Regions from separate parts of the Sus scrofa genome. Here regions 1 and 3 are each linked to region 2. A link is a contact called in public Hi-C data. All regions are on one chromosome and are shown on one strand. The core of a region is the stretch at or near the end of the contact, and the rest is flanking DNA. Distances in the headings are between cores, read along the strand shown. Region 1 has its middle 41 kb from the start of TSPAN9. Region 2 holds the start of TSPAN9 (tetraspanin 9). Region 3 has its middle 64 kb from the start of TSPAN9.

Region 1 (4,783 bases), core at 1,520-4,019, 42 kb after region 2:
CAAAGGACACTTACAACTCAATAATTACAAGACAACTCAATTTTAAAATAGCCAGAGTATATTAATAGACATTTCTACACAAATGACAAATAAATATATGAACAGATGCTTAATTAACATTACTCATTATCAGGGAAATGCAAATCAAAAGCACAATGAGATACCATTTCACACCTACTAGGATGGCCACAAAAAGACAGACAATAACAAGTGTGGACAATTGGAATCCTCCACACACCACTGGTGGGAAGGTAAAATGGTGAAAGCTGCTTTGGAAAACAGTTTGGTGGTTCCTCAAAAAGTAAAACATAGAGTTACCATATGACCCAGTAATTCCTCTCCCAGGTATATAACCATGAAAAAGGATAAAATGTCCACACAGAAGCTCGTACACAAATGCTCACTGCAGCATTATTCATAATAGCCAAAAATCTGAAGTAACCCAAACATCCATCAAGTGTTGAATGGATACATAAAAGGTGGCATACCCAAACAATGAATCACAGTTGAGTGGCGAAAACGACTTGGGTACGATGTACCTGCCACAGCAGGCATGGACCTGGAAACACCATGCTAAGCAAAAGAAGCCAGTCACAAAACACCCCAGACTGTAGGATTCCACTTACCAAAATATATCCAAAATAGGTAAGTTCATGGAGACAGAACATAGATTAGTGGTCGCCCAGGGCTGGATGTGGGGTAAAAGTGGGGGAGAAATGAGGAGTGACTACTAACAGTCATAGAGGTTCTTTAGGGGGTGATTAAATGCTCAAAAATAGATTGTGGCGATTGTTGAGCAACTCTGCGAACATATTAAAAGCCATCGAGTTGTATGGGAAATGGGTAGATTAGTCTGCTTGGGCTGCCAAAACAAAGAACGACAGACTGGGCGGCTTCAACAAAAGCAACCTATTTTCTCCTGACTCTGGAGCCTAGAAACCCAAGACCAAGGTGTTAGCAGGTTTGGTTTCATCCTGGGGCCCCTGTCCTTGGCTTGCTGATGGCCATCTTCTCCATGCTTCTTCACAAGGTTCTTCCTCTGGGTGTGTCTTTGTCCTAATCGCCTCATCTCAGAGAACACCAGTTGTACTGGGTTGGGGCCCACCTGCATGACCTCACTAACCTTAGTCACCTCTTTAAAGAGCCTATTTCCAAACGCAGCCACCTTCTGAGGTACAAGGGGTTAGGCCTTCAATACATGAATTTGGAAGAGACACAACTCAGTCCACAGCAATGGAAGAATGTTATGGGAATTACATCTCAATACAACTATGTTTTAAAATCCCTCCATGAAAGCTAGAGATCAGCTAATCCAACCCCTTGTTTTACAAATGGGGAACTGGGGCCCAGAGAAGAGAGCTACTTGCCCCAAATCCCAGCTGGTCAGAGGCAGAGCGGGAAGCAGAACTCACGGCTTCTGCTGCAGGTCGAAGTCTCCTTCTCCTACACCCTCCTGCCATTTTAGCCTCCAGGACTCATGAACTGAACAGATAATGATGGGAAGAGTAAGAGAAATTTAAACTTAGAGAAAAATGCCTAAGAACTTAGGTCATGGGCAATTAAGGAGTAAATACTGTTCCACAGCTTGTGGAAAATGGGGGCAGACAGTAAAGCTCTGAGGGGGCCCTGGAAGAGAACCTGCAGTGACAAGCAGAGTCCATGAGCGAGTCCAATATTAATTCCGTATCTGTCGTGCGCCAGGCGAGAGGAGCATGTTCCCAAGAAAGATGTAGCTTACAGAAGAGTTGGCACTTCAGCTAATCCTTGAAGCATGGGCCCGATTCCACCGGGTGAGGGCTTTCCAAGCCAAAGGAACTGCGTGACCAAAGGCAGGTAATTTTCAGGCCTGGTCAGGAAACAGCAAGCTGGCCAGAGCGGCGGAAGCATATGCTTTGTTCCAAAAGCAGCAGGGGACGCCCAGCAAAGGTGTGCTGAGGGCAGATTTGGGAGAGCCTTGCACGCTATGCTCTGAAGCACAGGCCTGAAACAGTAACTGAGCTGCAGAAGGTTCTGAGCAGGAGTGAGACATCACCTAGGGAAAGACGGCTTGTCCACAGCCAGTGGATGGCTGATGGCCACTTCACTGGCTCCTGCACGAGGCATTCACAGGACAGGAGGATGGAGACAAAGAGAGCCCAAGGAAAAACCCAATGGGATCTGGAACTGGGATGCTCCCGGCTGCTAAGGGCACCCTCAGATTTATCTTAAGTTTAAGAAAGCAAGAAGTTGACAGGAGGGGTGTTCCCATCGTGGCGCAGCAGAAACAAATCTGACTAGGAACCATGAGGTTGTGGGTTTGATCCCTGGCCTCGGTCAGTGGGTTAAGGATCCAGGGTTGCCATGAGCTGTGGTTTGGCCGGCAGCTGTAGGTCTGATTTGACCCCTAGCCTGGGAATCTCCATATGCCATGGGTGCAGCCCTAAAAAGAAAAAAAGAAAAAAAAGAAAAAAAAAAGAGTTGAGGGGAGCAAGAAGAGGAGGGAACTCTGCAGGCACTGAAAAGCCGCCAACTCCTGGAGCCTGTGTTGTGATCCGGTGCTGACAGCCCTTCATCTTTTCCATGCCTTTTATTTTTTCAGGAGGTAAAGGGGGGGGGGTAGGGGGAAGGGGAGAGACAATGGAGTTATTTGGTGAACAAAAGCCCTGGTACGTTTCTGCTCACCGTTTTCATCGGGGTGAGCTGCTCTGTCAGCACCCTATAATCATATCTGGGGACACAGGCCGTAACTCTCAATTTAGGCATCCACGCCTCCTGGACTGCCGCGGCGCCTGCCCGCCGATGTCTGCCAAGCATCCATCTCATCGTGGAGGGGGAAGGGAGGGCCCCGTTCTCAGACAACAGAGGACACAGCATAAGAGGTCGGGAGACCTTGGGTCAAGTCCCCACTCTTCCCTCACAATCTCCATGACCTTGAGTAAGACAAGGCCTTTCCAGGCCTTGTTTCTTGGGCTACGCTGATGACATTAGCAGCTAATATCGATTATTCAGAGTTTACTATGTTCCAGGGACTATTTTAGGTGTTTATCCTTTACAAAACACTCTGTGAAGGAAGTATTAGTTTTCCCGTTTTACAGGTGGAAAACCTGAGGTCCAGATGCTAAACAGGTTAGTCAAGGTCAGAAAACTATTCATCTAGCTTCAAACCCTTTCTTTCTTTCTCTCTCTTTCTTTCTCTCTCTTTCTTTCTTTCCTTCTTTCTCTTTCTTTCTTTCTTTCTTCCTTTCTTTCTTTCTTTCTTTTTCTTTCTTTTTTCTTTCTTTTAGGGCTGCACCCATGGCATATGGAAATTCCCAGGCTAGGGGTCGAATTAAAGCTGCATCTGCCAGCCACAGCCACAACAAAGCGGGATCAAAGCTGCTTCTGTGACCTACACCACGGCTCATGGCAACGCCAGATCCTTAACCCACTGAATGGGGCCAGGGATCAAACCCACATCCTCATGGATTCTATTTCGGATTCATTTCTGCCGAGCCACAACAGGAACTCCAAAACCCACATTCTTAAGCTCTACCACACTTAAGTGAATTACATAGAAGTAACCCTGCTCTCCCCTCCCTCACCTGCTTGCTATGAGGCTCAGCGGGGAAAACTCACAGTCATTAATGGCAAGATTATCGCTTTTATCAATACTATTGGCCCTCAGTATCTGCAGGATTCAATCTGCCTCAGATCAAAAATATTCAAGAAAAAATTCTAGAAAGCTCCAAAAAAGCAGAACTTGGATTTGCCACATGCTGGCCACGATTTACATAGCATTTTCATTGTATCAGGTATTATAAGTGATCTAGAAATGATTTGAAGTGTACAGAAGGGTGTGCATAGGTTACACGAAAATAGTGTACTGCTTTATATACGGGACTCTTATAAAATGCACCTGGCTATCTGGGGAGTCCTAGAACCGATCCCCCCCGCCTTGGATACCAAGGGGCGACTGCACTGCAATTACTCCAGGTCAAGATATGGTGGCCTCAGTCAGCTAAGCCTCCCCTCAACCAGGGCCCCTCTCCTCCAGAAAGTTCTCCCCACTGGTCCAACCCCTCCTCCACTGCTAACCCACGGTCCCAAGCTCACGATGCTCTCGGTCCCCAGATTCCACTAGAGGCTTAGAGGCAAAGCCCTATCATCCTGATTCCAAATGCCGGAGGTCTGTCCTCTTGGAAGATGGAGGGCGCCCCCCTTGGAACCCCATCCTGATCATGCCCCCCAGCCCTGCAGGGGATCACACGAGAGAGGCAGAGTTCCGGTAGAGTGCCCAGCACTGTGTCCACAGCAGGCTCTGGGCTCCGGCACCCCCACAACCTTGACTCTCATCCTCTCAGCAGCCACTCCCACCAGAGGAGCACCCAGAAACATCCTGGGCTCCCAGCACCAGGAAGGACACCGACCTGTTATTAACAGAGGAAAATTGGACTTGACGTTGTCAGTGATCTGAAACCTCCCAGCTGAAGGAAGCTTTGTTTTTTCAATAAATAATAAATAACACAGGGTGTTTACTTCCCCAGCAAGTCGTATTTCTTAAGTATCACTAGCTCGTACGTCAGGGCTGTCACCTGGAGAAGCAGGAAGCGATGCCAGCATCGTCAAGCCCTTCTTCCTGAGGAGTTCAAAAACCTCTCACACAGACCCCCCCTCCATCGTCTCTGCACATCTCTCGGCAGGGCAGGGGGCCGGCGATCCTCCCACAGCCAACACCTGCTCACTGCCCAGGGGACAAGCCCTCCCTCTACGGGTGGCAAACACAGGAGAGGCAGTTCACCCAGCACCTGCCTAACCCTGATCCCCA
Region 2 (4,473 bases), core at 1,087-3,586:
CTTGCCTGGTAAGCGAGACGTGGAAGGTATCTTCTTATTAGGAAGAGACAGCACGTTCTCTCACTATGACCGAAAGGAAGGCCATTCCACCTACCGGCTCATTAACCTCAGGAAGACAGAGAGAGTGCCTTGTTGCCCCACAGCTATGGTGCCAGGGGAGCCCTCATCACTGGCAAGTTTGATAACTACCTTCTCTTCCCTGTCAGGTGGGATTTGGGAATCACTACCACACAGTAACATATGGACTTACCATGCTGGCCCTCCATTCATTCACTTACAAACACATAACCCATGCCATCTATGTGCAGGACTATGTCGTGGGAAGGTCCCTAACCTAACCTGGGGGACCATCCTAGAGAAGAGAGGAGGCACAGGCAGTTATACCTACTCAGGCCAGCAGGTGGCGGGGTGGGGGTGGGGAGGAGTGCGGCTGCATGGGAGGCACTGGCCAGGGCACTAAGCAGCCCAGGAGGGTCTTCCTAGTAAGAGTGGGGCAAGGCAGAAAGGTCGAAAGGTAGGTGGGGATTGTTATCAAGGACAGAGACAGAGACTGTGCACAGTGAATGGGCCGCACTCATGGAAATCCACAGGCACCAGAGAAATACACACCAGCGCTTGGCTGACCCTGACGCTGGTAAATGAGCCAGAGGACCAGGAGCACTTGCCCAAAGGCAGCCATAAAATCATTCTTGACATTCCAATGGTTCTGCTCCAGTTTCCACAAAACCCTCAGCACAGGGCAGGTAACATCTCACCAGCAGTGTCTGGAGGGCCCCAGACCATGAAGGCATCTGGGGAAACCCAACTAAAACAGAGACCAGTCTCCTCAGAAGAGAAGGGAAGGGGTGGAGGTGGGAGGGACCCTGGGAACACCCCAGAGAGAAGACAAGGATGCAGGATGTCCCCTAACTAATGAGGTAAGGATATAAGGGAGACTATCACGACACACAACCCCCCCCCCCCAGTGGACTGGAAAGGAAACCCTAAGGGATAAAGTGACTTGCCCAAGGTCACACGAAAAGCCCAGATAGAACCAGGGCCAGAGCCTGTCTTCTTCCCTCCCAGCCCTGAGCTCTCCCCTTCTATGGGACAAGCCACCCACCAAACACACCCAAGAAAGTTTTTCAATTAGAGTGAGTCAGTTCACACAAATGCCGAACACCAAAGCACGCCGCTCCACCCCACTGCACTGCGCTCCACCCCAATGCACTGCGAGGGACTCTCCTGCCCCAGGGCTCCTCCCGGACATGGGCAGCTGACAGCCTCCAGAAGCAGGAGGACAGCGCTGGGGCAGAGCCAAACATCTGTGCTGACTTGGTCTGGGCTCTGCTGAAGAAAGGCAGAGGCACAAGTCGGGATGAAGGGACAATTAGATATGAATTTAAGGAGTTTTCAGATTTGCCTAACTAGTATTTCTCACGCCCACATGCACACAGACAAGGCCTCCAAGTAAAGGGGACCGAGAACGATTCCAAGTTGCCCCACCCACTGACACTTTCTCTTGAACATGTCCTCTTACCAAGGATGGGGGCACTCCCTTTGTCCCTTCCAGCCCCTGGAGCTCCTGGAGCCTGGCAGGGCTGGCGTTCCATGGTGGGAGCACATGGCCAGCCTGCTCGCTGCCCAGTCCACTGCAATCCCTCAAAAGCAGCTGCCACCACTCGATGGCAGCATCCCTCCCACACACACACCCACCCTCTCCACACAAGCCCTAACTGGGGGCATATCTGCAGGCCAGGAAGCCAGTCCCTGGGGCAGGGGCTCCTCCTCCTTTTCCTGGGATTCACGGAAGGGATCGGAGTGACCTCTACCACTCCCCCATCTCGTGTCCATAAAATGCTGCAGACAGTGTTCTTGCATATTCAGGAGGAATACAGGAAGAAAGTCAGAAAACCATCCCCACTTCTGCCTGAATTCAACTCAAGGTCACAGTTGTTAAAAATTCCGACCCACACCTACTTCTGCAGATGACCTGGTTTGGAGCCAGCCACTTGGCATACGTGTGTCTTATAGGAGGTGGTGGCTGCAAACTTCAGCAGCCTGCTAGGAGTAGAGCAAGTCTCTCCTGGAAGACAGGCAAGTTGCAGCCTCCATTCAGCCAGGAAGGAGAGAGAGAGAGGAAGAGGCACATGCGTGAAAGAGGGAGGAAACCGGTTTTTAAAACCCCACTTACCGTTGTGCAGAGAGCAGAGCAATGCAGCTCCAAAGAGAAAGAGGGTACGCGCTTAAGCAAAGAAGAGAGGAGGCAAAGGAGAGATACACGCAAGGACTTACCCAGAATATCAAATTGAAGAGGAACATCATGTACTTCAAGCAGCAGAGGCAGCCCCTGGCCATGTTGCACTTCTTAAATTCTAGGAGGAAAACAAAGGACAGGTCCAGGTAAAACACCACGTACTTGCTGCCTTTGGGTGCATTGTACTTGTCGGTCTTCACACCAGCCTCAGCGCGGCTCTGGCCGCGGGAGCCCGCGGTGCCATAGAAAGCGCCGGCAGTGAAGCCGCGGCCGAACGGGCGGCCCGAGGTGGACGGCTTGGCAAAGTCTGAGTCCTTGCTGTCCAAAGATGGACTCCGATGGATCGAAGAATCCTCACTACTCGACTTCTCCATGCTCGTGTCGCTCCCGGGGGGCGCAGGGGGCGGGGGGCATCGCTCCCGGAGTGGGACAGAGGGGGCGCCCGAGTCGGGCACAGGCTGCGGGCGGGTCGGAGGAGCCTTGCACGCCCTCGCTCAGTCTCGGGGCGCACCGCCGGTCGAGCCCCGCGCTCGGGGTCAGGCGCTGGGCTCCCGGACGGCCGGCCCGGGAGGATTCTGCGGTGCGGCTCCACGCGCGCTCCCGGGAACAGGCTGGCCTGCGTAACTTAGCGTCTTTGGGGAGGCTGCTATTTGATTTCTCGTTCCGGAGCGTCAGCTCGCCTCCGGGGCGCACGGCCGCTCCACGCGAGGCACCAGGGCGCTGGGCTCCAGGCTCCCGGGCACACCTCTCCCACCCCGGCCCGGTCCGGCCACTTTGCCGGCGCCCGCCTCCTCTCGCCCCGCGACTTTGCGGAGCTGCCTCGGCCCTGGGCTGCCCCGGCGCGCGGCGGGCAGTGCCGAGGGATCCGCCGCAGCTGCAACCGCTGGGCTTCCCCTGCGAAATCCCGGCCCGACTCCCGACTCCGACTCCGAAATCGCCGGAGCCCCCTCCCCGGCCTTCGGCTCCGCCCCTTGGTTTGCATTAGGCCAATGAGCGTGAGGCCTGCGGGGGGCAGCCTCCCTCCCGGATGACACCACAGCTTTAATGGGATTAGCGTTCTGCCTGGTGCCTACACCAGTGCGCCGCGAGGCTCCCTAAATGTCAAGGGCTCGGGAGTCCGGGTGAACCAGAATCTTCATCGCAAGGCGCTGGCCTCTTTCAGGGGAACGAAGGGGGCGAGAGGGAGGGGATTGGCCGGGGGAACCACGACCCAAGGAAGCCGGAGGAAAGGGCTGAGGAGGTTTGGAGGGGAAAGAGGCGCCGCCACTGTCGAGCTGGCTGCCGCCCCCTGTGCCCATGGGGCCTGTCCGAACCGGGCACACGGCCTGCCGGATACACACACACAGGCGCGCGCCTCTGCACACGTGGGTCTGGCTAGGGCGCGCGGGGAAAGGGGACCGCAGGGGTGGCGCGAGGTGCGGGAAAGGCGCTCGCGACAAGCGCCGCGCCGCCCGCCCCGCCCCCTCCGCGCACGCGCGCGCGCACACGCGGCTCCAGAGGCTCCTGCAGCTGCGCAAGTTCCCCTTCCCCTCCACCACTGCCCGACGCTCGGGGCAGGACCCCCACCCAGCTAAGAAGAGTAGGTGGCCCTGGTAGAGCCCTGCCTTGCCGCTCGAATCCTGCCTTTTCAAGGGTGCTTTCGGAGTGCTCCGGGATGCCGGCCCGGAAGGGCTGCCGGCACGGAAGGGCTGGCCAGGACCCAGAACCAAGAATGCTCTTGCTAGGGGCTTGGGAGCATCCAGGAGCCCTTCTTCCTAACTCGAAACATCACCTTGTGCAGAAGTCTGCACTGCCCTGTTGACAAATAAAAAGACTAGAGAGTGGGGACACCTCTCTTCTGCCACCAGCGAGAGGGTTTTGAGAGCACCCCAGAGCAGCGCCCCGTCTTTCCTGGCGCTGTATCCCAGCACCTAACACTGCGCTCAGCCGCGGGGAGGCGCTAGGCAGGGCACCTGGGTGGAAGAATCCTGCCCTCCAGGGTGAGAGTATGAAACGTCCTCCCAAACATATTTACTCCACACCCGCTCTGTGCCACGCGCGTGCCAAGCCCTTGCGGAAACAGGCATGAGGTGCGCCGCTGCCGGCCCTTCAGATACACGAGGTCTAGCCCAAAGACAGAAGGACATTAGTCACCAAGGTCATAGGCAGGAACAGAACTACCCCACAGGCTGTGGCCGAGGGGACCACTCATTCCAACCAGACCCCCATTTCTGGTGTGCTGCAGAGCACATGCTGCT
Region 3 (4,304 bases), core at 905-3,404, 64 kb after region 2:
TGGACCCGTCCTTCCCTTCTCTGGGCCTCACCTGTTAAAGGGGACAGCCCCATACCCGACACAGGGCCCCTGGGAAGACCAAGTGAGGCTGTGGGAGATGAGAAGAACCTCATAAATGGGAGTACACACCACTGTCGAGTGCTGTGCAAGGTGCTGAGGGATGTGGGTGTGACTTATACCAGAGCCTCAGAGCCACTGCCTGCCCCAGACCCACACCTCCAGCCGCATGTGTGAGGGGTAGAGCAGTCCCCACTCCAGCAGGGCTTTGTATGGATTACTATTCACGGGGCACATGTCCTCTTCTGTACTGTGTCCCCTCCCCGCCACCACTGCATCTGTCCATATGAGCACAAATGCCACACCAGGGACTCTGCCGGGTGCCACTGGACTTCCTCAGTGACACTGGGTTTCAGCTTCCGGTCCTTCTAAGCCACTAAACTCCAGCCGGGGACTTCCCACTGGTGGGAACACTGTTAAAAGAGTGTGGGTCACACTGAAAAGTCCTCTGGTCACAGGATTGAGAAGTGAGACAGTCACTTCTCCATAATGTTGTGGGAATGTCAGTCGTTAGGCCACCTTGGCTTCATCCCAGCCTTTTCTCACACCCATCTTGGAACCAGTGAGGCCTGGAATTTGGAGTCCCTGTGCCACCCCAGAGCAAAGGGCTTGACCTAAAAACCACATGGAAGAGAAATTGACAAGTTTCCTGCTGCCATCTAGTGGCTGATGTAAATAAGAGCAGGCAACGGGCCAGAAGGCCACCAGCAAGCCTTGGTGACCAGTAGTCAGCCCTGCATGTTGGATCGAAGAGTAGTGACCAGTCATGAGAGGCTAAACAAAGCAGAAAGCAGAGGATGCCAGAAATTGTTAAAGTTAAAAAAAAAAAAAGCTTGCTGGTTGGTTTTCCTCCAGGGATCAAAGAAGAAATATGGTTCACTCATCCATGTGCGAAAGAAAAATGATGCTCCGACTCTGGGGCAAGGCACTGCCCAGGTGCTGAGAAGGAGCATGCAAATAAGATGTCAACCCTGACCACGGGAACCTTCCTGTGTGGCCTCTCCTCCCCTCCTCTGACCCCTGAGCAGCCTCCACTCCGGTCACATACATCTCTGCAGGTCCTGGCTTTACCACGCTTTTCCCCATGCTGTTCCCTCTTCTCCCTGCTATAGACAGACCATCTGCCTGTACAGATGTCGCCGGCTCTTCCACACCACACATTACCCTCCCTGTGCTCCCACGCTGGACTGCGACCACTGGATCATACGTCCACCTTCCCCACCAGATCCAGCCCCAGCTCTCAGTCGGCGGTCACATCCACAGAGCTGTGTGGACAAACCCAATCTCAGAGCCCCAAATGCTTCTCACCTTCCCTCTTGGGAGATGCAGGGGCCCAAATCTTCCACACCAAGCCCCAGGACCACTGTCTCTAGATCTCCTTCCATCCATCCAAAAGGCCCCTCTGTCTGCTGGTCTGACTGTGAGCCTCCTGCTACAGGCAACCCTCCCCCCAGAAGCAGCAACCCTGAGCAGAGGTGCGGAAGCACATCCAGATACTGGGCTGGGTGTTCCCGTCGATGGGTAGAGCACCAGAGAGAACCAGGAGACCCGGGCTCAGCCTCCGCTGGCCCCTCACTGGCTGCATGACACACCGGGCAAGCCTCTTCCTTCCTAGATCCTTAAAAGTTCCCCATCTGTACAATTAAGGATCATCTCTTGGGTCCCTTTCAAGTCAAAAACATCTGTGATGCTAATTCCCACTCATGTGTCAATGACCAGTAACAGCTAGCTAATAGTCTGACTGTTCCCACAGTACTCTCACCCTGAAGGGGAGGCCCTCAACCCATCACCCAGTCATTCATACAGTAAAAACACACTCAACGCCCCAGCGCTGGCAGTAGGATCACTATTTTTAGCACTTGACCTGTTCAGCTCTGCTCTAGCCACTGGGAGAAAGGCCGATGAGGAAGGTCAGGGGCCGATGCTGAGCTGACACAGGCAAAGCTGAGGAAGGGAAGCATTCCCTGAGCCTGACACCTGGCAGGGCCCACGAGTCGCCCCTCACACTGCACCTTCCGCACGCCTGTCTCAGTAGTAACCCCTTGCAACAAGCTAGGAGTTGACTCTGGGTTTTGTGTTTGTTTTTCTTCTGGCCACACCTCAGCATGTGGAAATTCCTGAGCCAAGGGTCAAGCCCGCCCCACAGCAGTGACCAGTGCCATAGCAGAGACAATGCCAGATCCTTAACCCACTAAGCCACCAGGAAACTCCTTGATTCTGTTTTATAATTGAGGAAACAGAGACCCAGGGAGACTCAGGGACACAGGCACTGGGTATTGAGCCAGGACTGGGCCCAGGCAGCTGTCTGGCTCTTACTCTGTGTGACAATGGCCGACATAAATGGCAGGCCCCTCTCCTACCCTTGGTCTATCCATTTTTGTGGTATTGGCCTCCCCAGATCCTCCCCCCAGCCTCATCGGAGATTTCCTTCTTGGGAGTTCCCATTGTGGCACAGCAGAAATGAATCTGACTAGGAACTATGAGGTTTCGGGTTCAATCCCTGGCCTCGCTCAGTGGGTTAAGGATCCGGCATTGCCGTGAGCTGTGGTGTAGGTCACAGAGGCAGCTCAGATCCTGCATTGCTCTGGCTATAGTGTAGGCCGGCAGCTATAGCCCCAATTGGACCCCTAGCCTGGGAACCTACATATGCCTCGGTTTCGGCCCTAAAAAGCAAAAAAAAAAAAAAAAAAAAATCTTTCCTTCTTGATTACCCTCATTCAATCTCGCCTCCAGCTGCTGCCAGCTTTTAAGAAGCATCATTCTGGAGCACATACCTATTTTGTTTGATAAACTCAGCCTGATGGTGGCATTTATTTTCGAGCTGCCCTTAAATCAGAAAAATGAATGCACTGGAAAGGATCCAGAATCCACACCAAGTTTTACCTGTGGTTGCCCCTGGGAAGGGCATTGGGTCAGGGGAGGGGTGTGGAGACAGGGTCCCTCAGATTTTGCTCTACTATTTTTACGTTATTTTGTCTTTTGCGGCAACCAAATTTTCCTGTAATAATCAAGTCATCACTTTAAAGCAAACACTCTACACAAACAGACCACTGGCAGACAATCACACCCTGCACTTGCAAGAAAAGTGCCCGGTGAGGCAGACCCAGGCTCACAAGACAGGGCCCTGACGTAGGAAACGCACCCAGTCCTTTTCCAGGATGGGTGGGGTCTCCTGCTCAGAGGCAGATGCTGGAGTGGTTTCTGGAGCACAAACTCTCTGCCCCCCAAAATACCTCCTCCATCTGCTCATTCATGCCTGAAATTCCATCACTGAGGGGCAGTCTTTGATTCCTTGGTCAGAAATAGGCCTGAAACTGTAAACCCACCCCGGAGATGCAAAACGGCGCCTTCAAGTCACACTTGGTGTGAACCTGGTGACTGGTCTTGAGGAAGCAAGGCTCTTACAAGGCTCTGGGAATAGTCCCGGGGACAAGATGGGGACACGCAGGCTGGAGGCAGTCACGACCCAGAGGATCAGTAACTGCCCAGAGGTGATAAGGCGCTCTGTGCCAGCCTGCAGGGAGGCATCTGTCCTCGCCCTGACGAGGCTGAAACAACTGTGACCACCTGGGAGGAAGGATCAGAATCTGAGGGACCCCAGGAGCGGGAGCTAAGGATGGTGCCGTCTGGAGGAGACCGGGTGAGAGAAAGCAGCGCACCTGGAGTGAAGTGGGGTCTCCACACCAGGCGGGTCCCAGCCCAGCTGGAGGCCCGCCCTGGGATCTGAGCATTTTGAACACGGTCTAGACAAACGAGGCCACCTTCTGCAAAGCCTGAACAGAACGGTGGAAGACCTGAGAAGAGGGTCAAGAGAAAGTGGGGATGTTAAAACCGAAGGAGAATGTTCAATGCCATTTGTCACCAGAGAAATGCAAATCAAAAGTACAACGAGCTACCACCTCCCACCCACTAGGGCGGTCAATTTTTTTTTTTTTAATTTTTTTTAAATGGAAAATAACAAGTGTTGGCAAGGATGTAGAGAAATTGGAACCCTCATACATTACTGGTGGGAATATAAAATGGCGTAGCCACGGCGGGATACAGTTTGGCAGCTCCTCGAAATGTTAAACACAGAATTACCATATGATCCAGCAATTCCACTCCCAGGTAAATCCCCAAAGGAACTGAAAACAGGTGTCCAAACAAACACTGTGTATGAACGTTCTCAGCAGCTCTATTCACAACAGTCAAAAGGTGGAAACAACCCAAATGTCCATCAGCAGATACAGGGATAAACAAAATATGGT

The links. A called contact is a pair of places that touch in the nucleus more often than the background predicts.
Region 1: a contact with region 2 is called in a Hi-C map of heart right ventricle, with 13 times the contacts expected there. A contact is called at or near these places in 6 of 47 Hi-C or Micro-C datasets (embryonic fibroblasts, fetal heart ventricle, fetal skeletal muscle and 3 more) and 1 of 2 datasets of targeted methods (skeletal muscle).
Region 3: a contact with region 2 is called in a Hi-C map of skeletal muscle, with 3 times the contacts expected there. A contact is called at or near these places in 10 of 47 Hi-C or Micro-C datasets (brain, embryonic fibroblasts, epiblast stem cells and 6 more) and 1 of 2 datasets of targeted methods (skeletal muscle).

Annotation. Positions count from the first base shown.
Region 1 is chr5:67,033,587-67,038,369 of Sscrofa11.1, forward strand. It overlaps a transcript of TSPAN9 not described here. Among named protein-coding and RNA genes, the nearest start is that of TSPAN9, 41 kb to the left of the region's middle.
Region 2 is chr5:66,992,415-66,996,887 of Sscrofa11.1, forward strand. TSPAN9 (tetraspanin 9) reads right to left here and starts at 2,337. Exons shown (of 7, transcript NM_001077226.1): 1 at 2,275-2,337. The coding sequence starts at 2,337.
Region 3 is chr5:67,056,582-67,060,885 of Sscrofa11.1, forward strand. It overlaps a transcript of TSPAN9 not described here. Among named protein-coding and RNA genes, the nearest start is that of TSPAN9, 64 kb to the left of the region's middle.